Linked DNA regions of Mus musculus: regions 1 and 2 are each linked to region 3. Evidence: chromatin contacts called from public ChIA-PET and HiChIP or PLAC-seq data. All regions are on one chromosome and are shown on one strand. Each heading gives the region's core, a stretch centred on a gene start, on an enhancer-like site or on the middle of the called end of the contact. The rest is flanking DNA. Distances are from core to core; before and after follow the strand shown. Region 1 has its middle 71 kb from the start of Gm33088. Region 2 has its middle 89 kb from the start of Gm33088. Region 3 holds the start of Golga4 (golgi autoantigen, golgin subfamily a, 4).

Region 1 (2,700 bases), core at 134-2,633, 230 kb after region 3:
TATTCATGTAATGTTATATTCATTTGCTAGGATTTATTGTTGTAAGTCTCCCATTTTTTTTTTGAGACATGGTCTTATGAAGCCCCTTTGGAGTCATCTCTTACCATGGCTGAGGATTGCCCAAGTTCCTGATCTTCTTGCTGCCACATTAGACAGATGGGCTCACAGGTGTGAGTCACCACTGCCATGTTCCAAGTGATGGGTTTACAGGTGTACATCAGACATCTGGTTTATGTTTGCCTTACTAATCAGTCATCCCTCACTCAAAAAATGTGTATATGAATATTTATAAGGTATATATTCAGTATTACAAAAATGTTAAAATGTGGCAAACATCTTAACCTGCGGATGAGTAAACAAGTCATAGCTTACTCATGCCAGAGAAGGCTACCCAGTGTTAAAGGTAATGAACCAGGGCTAGTGAGATGCCTCAGCAGGCAAAGGCACCTGCTATGTGAAAACCTGATGACCCACGTTAGGTCCACATATGCAAAGCTGTGCTCTAACTTCCACAAGTATGTTGTGGCGATCTCCTGATGACCCATACACACACACACACACACACACACACACACACACACACACAAATAAATAACAGTAAGTAGCGACAATTTTAAATGAGTCATTGACACATTGAAAAGTAAATCCATATAGTTATATAGACATATGCAAAGAAATCCATTGCAATTAGGTGGATATATTCAAAGTAATTACTCTAAATGAAAGAATTAAGACCCAAAAAGTTACATTTCCTATGAGACTACGTATGCTACATTGTTGAAGGCACAAGGGTGTATTAAAAAAAAATAAGCCAGCGATTTCTAGGGCTGGGGATTTGAAGAACCATTGATATGAGCTGTGAGGAACATTTCTGAGTAATATCTTCTCTATATTGATAGTGACTATAAGAATTTGACTGTCAAAATGATTAAAAAAACATATTTAAAAGTGGATTTTACTATAAGTAAAAAAGAAACCTCAAGAGGCCTGATTTTACTTAAACAGAAACCATAATGAGGTGTGTGCGCTACGCCATTTTCTCAGTCCCATTAGAACCCCACCCAACCTTGTTAACCAATGGGCTAGATGTCTCCATGGGTCCATGTGACATCATGTGGCATTGTCCTGCTCCCTTTCCTGTGATGGTGTCACTGACAGATCATGACTGCACGGATGACCACCATGAGCAAGCTGTGAATAACAGGGCTAGAACAAGAAGCCAAGTTTGTGTCTGCTCTTGGAAGACAGATGTCAGAGGTAAACAGCTGGCTAAGGTCACGGCATCAAAGGTTTCATGAGTTGACCCTTCTGAACCCGCTTTACAAACTCGCAGAGCGGCATGTTAGTGGGAGCTGATTTCACAGGGTATACCCCCGTTTAGGGAAAAAAAAAAAACCACTTTACTTTGTGTTGATGGAACGTTTTTGTCATAGTTGCTTTCTTTATCTACAGGAAATCCCTTTTGGCAAGAGCTCAAAGTTCATATTAGGTCAGAATGTTGAGTGTTACACACTCTGGAGAATTTCAGATTTGGAGAGTCTTCATGATATAAACACTCTTCGGTCTCAGAAAGTGACAATGTACACAAACATCCACCATGCGAGGAAGATACACCAGGAGTGCTGGTGGGGTCCTTGTTGTGTTTAAGCCCACCCACTTGCTGACAGACACCTCAGCTGACTGCACAGTGTGACTCCAGAGCAGTATTGCAAAGAAGATGGTTGCACCCTTCAGGTATATACCTAGAAGTGGTGTAGCTTGGTCATATGGTAGTTCTAATTTTTGGCTTTAAAAAAAAAATGACAACAGAATTTTACTCAGCCGTACAGCAGAAAATATATGCAATTGGGGATCATCAAACAAAATGAAATAAATCATATACAGAAAGATAAATATCTTATTTTCTCTCATTGGTGATTCATAGAATTCTTTATAGAAATAGAATATATATATGTATATGACATATGTCACATATCATATGTACACACACACATTTATGAATGAAAGAAGAAGGTGGTTGGGGGCAGAGACCGGGGAGACTAGGGGAAGGGGGAATGGGACAGAAACTAAGAGAGGTACTGTGACTTTTCAAGTGCATGAAATACTTGAGAGAGAGTGTATTTGACATGCCACTATGTACGATGAACATGCACTAATAAAATGCAAAGCCACTTAAAGGAAATGGCCACATGCGGACCAAAGGGCAATGGAGGCTTCACTGTGCTTCAAAAGCTCTGGGAAGGCGCAGCCTCCTGCCTTGCCTACGGGAGGGCTGTGAGAAGACGGCTTTTTACCTGAAGCCATGTGGTTTCAAACATCCTCATTAAGGTTGTCTTCTGAGAGGACCTTGGCCATCACATTTATGTCAAATCCCAGGAAGCTGTCTTTGGGTTTTGAAAGGTGTCTGAGTCAGTTACGAGTCACCGGGCTCTGCGCTTGAGGACGGGCTTCCTTGGTGTTGAAAGGTGTCTGAGCCACTTAGGAGATGTGGGAGGATGGCGTCCTGCCAGCGCGTGGGCTGTGGAGCATCTGAACCGCTCAAAGTTCATGTTGGCTGTTTGCATTAATCACCATAATTTGACTAACAAGCCCGAAGTGACAGCTTAGCATCAGCCTGGTATGAGGACCAGAGGAAGGAAAACAAACCGGGAGGTCCTTGAACCAGAAACTCCCCGTTTGCTAGCTACACTGTAGGGGAGA
Region 2 (2,700 bases), core at 155-2,654, 250 kb after region 3:
AACTTAAGGACGATCCACTGACTGGCTCCATACCCATGATCTTTTGAGCAACACAAATTGGACTTGGTGTGTCATTAAGAAAGAAAGAAAGAGAGAGAGAGAGAGAGAGAGAGAGAGAGAGAGAGAGAGAGAGAAAGAAAGAAAGAAAGAAAGAAAGAAAGAAAGAAAGAAAGAAAGAGAGAAAGAAAGAAAGAAAGATGAATTTGGGGGTGGGGTGGAGCAGTGGAAGGAGGATCTGGGAGGAGTTAGGCGATGGAGGGGGTGTGGGAAATGCTAGAATCAAAATACATTGTATGCCTGTATTAATTATTCCCAAAGAATTAATAAAAATGTAATATTTTAAAAACAGAAAGACCCAAGGGAGCTTGAAACTGGAAAGTGGATAGCAGCCGTCTGTCAACTCATACGCCCTAGGAGAGACTGACCACTACTAAAAGGGGCAGTGTTTGTTTCATTTCCCCAAAGCACCAGGCTTTCTCGATTGGATCTTGGCCTCAAAGAAGCGTCTAGAAGAGTAAAATAAAATACCCTCCCACCAGCTCATGAAGTCAGTCTCATAATGAGAGCCCCTCTGACTTGTGTTTGTCACGTGGGAAGCAGCACCTGCCATTAGCTGCGGTGTTTCCTATTCTCATATTGTCTGACAGTAGCAGTTGGGCCAGGCTTGAGCCAGTGTGACTGAGAGGCAGGCTCCCTGCTTCCACAAAGCTGTATTTAATAAGATGAGAACAGCATGCCAAGATGGGGCAGCTCCTGCTTTAACACTTATCCTGACACCAGCCCCCTCAGCGGGCCTATTGCTGTGGTAATCTGGGCGAGCTGGACAGAGCTTCCTGCTTGCAAGTTCAATATAATGGCACAGCAGGGGGGCAAGGGCTGGCAGGAAAGCTTAGAAAGTTAAAGCCTATTACCCTATGCATGAGGAAAAAACGAGTCACTAAATATTACATCCCGAGCAAGACTTGAACCCGCCAAAGGCAGTGGCGACACACGCTAAGCCTCGTCCATAATAGCGCATTCATTATTCTGCCTGCTGAGGGTAATGTGGATTTAAATGTCTTTAATCCTAATGGAAATTCGTATGCAAATTTCTCAAGCACACCCCGCCTCTGCGGTATTCTTGTGCTTCACTCCACTTTAATGGACACCAGTGGCTAGATACTTTGTATGTCAGAGACTAGATACTTTGTATGTTAGAGGAAACAATGCCTTTTAAATCTGTCTTTAGTGGTAAGAAGCCTGCAAGAAATCGCTTGACTGCTTATTGTGGTCTTTGTTGTCGTTGTTTGATGGTTCTTGTAAGTGCTGGATTAAAAACCAATAGAAGAAATCCCATGCAAATGATCTCTGAGTTCAGTCTTGGCCGGGGTTTAGGCTTAGTTACACTGAATGCCAACCCTGTCTTGCAAGCACATTCTAACAAGACTCAATACAGGTTAGCTCTGACACACATGCTTCAATACTGGCTGGCCAGATGAGTCTGTTTGACTTGGAGCAGACTGGCCTGACAGTTCTCATCAAGCGGCAAGCGGTACCCCGGACCCAGGCCCAGATTCCATGCAGCTGAAGACCATCCTTTAAGATCCTGACCCCACAGCTGTGCTAGGACTGAGGGTGTTAGAAAGGATAACCATAGAGCTAAGATTTGGGATTTCTTCTGCAACCCCCAATATTAGGTAGCACTGCTTGGCCATAGCATAAAGCCACTGAGACCATCAGGTGTCACCTCAGAGACAGCACCCACCAATCTCTGAGCTCTTACCACACTTATGTCAGGTTCTTGGTTGATACTTTATAGCCATTACTCATGATCTTGTTTGTATGTGTTCATGTGTGTGCATGATTGCTTATGTGTAGATGTGCCTATGCATTTGGGAAGGAGGCAGAGGTTGATATTGTGTTGCCTTCCTCAGTTCCTTTCCACCTTAGTTTTTGAGATGGTTTCTCATGACATCTGGAGTATATTGCTTTGGCCAACAGCCCCAGCATCTTGCCTTTGCCTCTATAGCCCTGAGGATTTCAGGTAAAGTATACTGAACCCTACTTTCTATGTGGGTGCTGAGGATCTGAGTTCAGGTGGCAAGAATGTTATTGACTGAGTCTAATCAGAAGTAATCACAATTGTTACCCTTATTAAAAACAAAATAAAACGTGTGTGTGTGTGTGTGTGTGTGTGTGTGTGTGTGTGTGTGTGTGTATCTGCATGCGAGCCTGAGGAGGTCAGAGAAAGTTGTTGGGTTCCCTGGAGCTGCATTTATGGGTGGTTGCCAGCTGCCTGACCTGGGTGTTGGGTGACCCTGAACTTGGGTCCTTTGGAAGACCAGGAAATGATGCTGAGCCATCTCTCCAGCCCTTTGGGGGATAAATATGCTGTTTTCCAGATTGTCCCACTGCAGACTGCTTTTATTTAAAGCTGATCGAGTTGGTTTGATGGCTTTCCAACGAGGGAATGGTATAACTGTTAAGCTTGCCTGTCTACATTCCTTTGGGTCTTCAGTTGCTACAGCTCCTGTATGTGCAGTGTCGCTCAGATGCATGGAGGTTTAGAGTTCCACCACTTTCCCTTTCTCTCCCCTCATAAACAGCATTGGGAATAGCTGCACATAGTGCTAATAGATACTCCTAAGTTGCTTCTTGGGTTCTCTCAGGCCCTGCCTTGGGATGGTTGGTTAGGTCAGAGGCAGGGACTGAAGAGCAATC
Region 3 (2,700 bases), core at 52-2,551:
AAAGCCCGAGGGATGAGGAATGACGACACCATGGTTGTCTTCTGGCTGCCACCTGCCCACGCGCGCACACAAGAAAAAAGAAATCGTGTAACTAAATGTTTTTGCATCCTAAATCTTCTCAGACTATGTTTCTAGAAACAGAATGCTGGGTCGTTATATTTAAACACCCAAACTGCTTCCCACTTAGCCAAACTACGACCTTTCTTGAGCCATGGGCTTTCCAGGTTTCTAACCATAAAAGAAAAGACGTTCGTGTTCAATCTACTGATATTCAGGGAGACTGGGGAGAGATTCAGCAGAAACCCTCCCCTCCCGTCCTTCACACCCTGAGTGCTGGAGAGGGGTAGTTTGTTTCTAACACGAACACGCCCCCTTTTCCCAGCCCGAAACCATACTCCCTTAAAAAGCAACGACCTTCCAGAAAAGATGCAAGAGCCCGGTTGCTGACAGGCTCGGTGCCCGTCCCGTTCAGTGTCTGCCCCTGAGCCCTGTCCGCCATCACCCAAGTTACACGAAGTGACTAACTCGTGACAGGCTTGGTCGCTGGACCGCCGCCCTCGGCTCCTGCGAGCAGCCTGGCCCGGGCAGGCTCGACTCTCTGCCTCGATCAGGGTTTGGAAGCAGGAGACTTACAGGGACCTGGTCATTCCGGGTGCGATGTCCAGGGAACCCAGAGGACATTGGTCATATATGGGGCAGAGGGCAGAGGTCACATATCACAAAGGATCTGGGTTGCCCCGCCCCCGTCACCACTCTAGAGTCAGGGTCTCTGACGGGCGAGAGAAGCTCCCCACGCAGGACCCGAACCCATCGCACCCATCTGTCAGACCGGGTCGGTCCTTAGAGGGGAAACTCCGAAGTCAAATGTCCCGACCGGTCCCGTCACCCTGCACAGGGACGGAGTTTTGGGAGAAACCAGGCCAGGGTTCCTACACCGGCTGGGTGGTCCCAAACCTTCCAGGGCTACGGTTTGGGGGGGGGGGGTGTTCCTGGGGCGGAGGTCAAAGGTCATGGGGAACTTTCGCCCGCTTCCCGGGCCTCGGCGCAGGGGGACGACGTACCTGAGCAGGGGCTAACGCCTGCTGCAGCTGCTGCTGCTCCTCGCTGATCTTCTGCTTCAGCTTCTTGAACATGGCGCGGCGAGGGGCCGGCAGCGTCTCTACCCGCGGGGCGGCCGGGCCCGGGCCTCGCCGCCTTCCTGTGGAGCTGGCGGGCACCTCGGGGCGCTCGTCGTGCGGGTGTCGGCGTCGCCGCCGCCGCGTCTCTTCTTTCTGGGTGCCCCTGGCTGGCCTCGGCCCCCCATCCAGCCCCGTCAGCGGCGGCGGCGGCGGCGACAACGGCAGCAGGTGAACGCGCCCCGGGCGCCTGCGCGGTCGACGTGGAGCTTGCCAGGGGCTTGCTACGGAGCGCCGCGGCGGACAATATGGAGGCGGTGCGGGTGAACGCGCGTGCACAGTGGCGTCTGCGCTGACTCTAGCGGGAGTCTTGGAGCTGTGCTGTCAAATAGGGAGCATCCCACCACTGAGCACCACAGTGAAGAAGGCTGGGGTGAGAGAGGATAGAGCTAGGAATGCAGAAGTGTATTCAGTGTCGTGTGGCACGATCGTTTAGAATTCTCTCGAAAGGTTTTTGGATAGTGGGTTGGATGGTATAGATGACTAGTTGGTTCGCTGGTTGGCCAGCTAGTTGGTTCGTTGGTTCATTGGTTCATTGGTTGGTTGGTTGGTTGGTTTAAAGAGAAAATCTGGGGCTGAGGGTGTAGAACGTTTGTTTACCTAGCATATGCAGGAAGGATTGGCTCTAGCCTCAGCATCGCATAAACTGGGTGTGATGGTGTATACCTGTAATCCCAGCATCCAGAGGTAGAAGCAGTAGGACGAGAAGTTCAAGGTCATTCTTGCCTATATGAATTTAAGGCCAGTCTGAGCTACAGTGAGATCCTGTCTCAAACATAAATAGTCTGGCTGAATTAGGCAGACTGGCCTTGAATTTGTTAACTAAAGTGATTTTCCTGCCTCCAGAATAGCTGAGGCCTACAGGTGCACAATTTTCTGCCTAGTCAGAATTATCTGCCTTTAGTGCTTAATATCTGTGGCTGCACTCCAAAGGAGCTGTCTTCCCCTACCTAGACTTTTCCATCTGCTGAGAACCCCCTACACTTGCACAACATAGAATATTTCTGAAACCTCTGCTCACAAAGACCCATATGACCTCGAAACTCTGGGTTCTGCACAAGCTACTACCTGGATGGCATCCATTCAGTTCTGATTCTTTGAACAGAACATTAAGAACTGGTGCATGGGGGTGTACACCTTTAATCCCAGCACCTGGGAGGCTGAGGCCAGGTGATCTCCGAGTTCCAGGCCAGATGGGCCTATGTTACATAGGGACACCCTGACTCAGAGAGAGAGAGAGAGAGACAGAGACAGAGACAGAGACAGAGACAGACAGAGACAGACAGAGACAGACAGAGACAGACAGAGACAGAGAGAGAGACAGAGAGACAGAGAAAACCAGATCCACAGGTTTAGGCCTCAGTCCCACAAGACTTCCAATGCCAGTCACATGCCAGAGGAGGAGATTCGTAGTCAAAAACCTAAGTGAAGGAGTCCTGTCTCTGGGCATATATACTACCTTGTCTTAGTTTGCCTGCAAGAATTCAAGTCAGAAAGCTGGAGACAAGAACTGAAGCAGAGCCAA

The links. ChIA-PET counts read pairs in DNA pulled down with a chosen protein or histone mark. HiChIP or PLAC-seq counts read pairs in DNA pulled down with a chosen protein or histone mark.
Region 1: a contact with region 3 is called in an RNA polymerase II ChIA-PET map of effector CD8 T cells, with 12 read pairs. The contact joins the enhancer-like site here to the promoter of Golga4 in region 3. A contact is called at or near these places in 7 of 484 Hi-C or Micro-C datasets (LSK cells, embryonic fibroblasts, embryonic stem cells and 1 more), 5 of 115 datasets of contacts at active chromatin or transcription factors (effector CD8 T cells, embryonic basal ganglia, embryonic stem cells and 2 more) and 1 of 9 other capture datasets (adipose tissue).
Region 2: a contact with region 3 is called in an H3K4me3 HiChIP or PLAC-seq map of embryonic basal ganglia, with 2.4 times the contacts expected there. The contact joins the enhancer-like site here to the promoter of Golga4 in region 3. A contact is called at or near these places in 12 of 484 Hi-C or Micro-C datasets (CD4 T cells, CD8 central memory T cells, LSK cells and 6 more), 2 of 115 datasets of contacts at active chromatin or transcription factors (embryonic basal ganglia and embryonic stem cells) and 2 of 9 other capture datasets (embryonic stem cells and liver).

What each region holds. Positions count from the first base shown.
Region 1 is chr9:118,271,639-118,274,338 of GRCm38.p6, reverse strand. No RefSeq gene overlaps it. Among named protein-coding and RNA genes, the nearest start is that of Gm33088, 71 kb to the left of the region's middle. Within about 2 kb of position 1,383, at least 23 of the 459 cell types and tissues checked have an H3K27ac peak or open chromatin away from gene starts, as enhancers often do. A contact at or near this core is called in effector CD8 T cells, memory CD8 T cells and thymic regulatory T cells, where this site is marked.
Region 2 is chr9:118,254,100-118,256,799 of GRCm38.p6, reverse strand. No RefSeq gene overlaps it. Among named protein-coding and RNA genes, the nearest start is that of Gm33088, 89 kb to the left of the region's middle. Within about 2 kb of position 1,404, at least 21 of the 459 cell types and tissues checked have an H3K27ac peak or open chromatin away from gene starts, as enhancers often do. A contact at or near this core is called in embryonic basal ganglia, where this site is marked.
Region 3 is chr9:118,504,919-118,507,618 of GRCm38.p6, reverse strand. It overlaps Golga4 (golgi autoantigen, golgin subfamily a, 4), which reads right to left and starts at 1,301. Exons shown (of 24, transcript NM_018748.3): 1 at 1,062-1,301. The coding sequence starts at 1,133.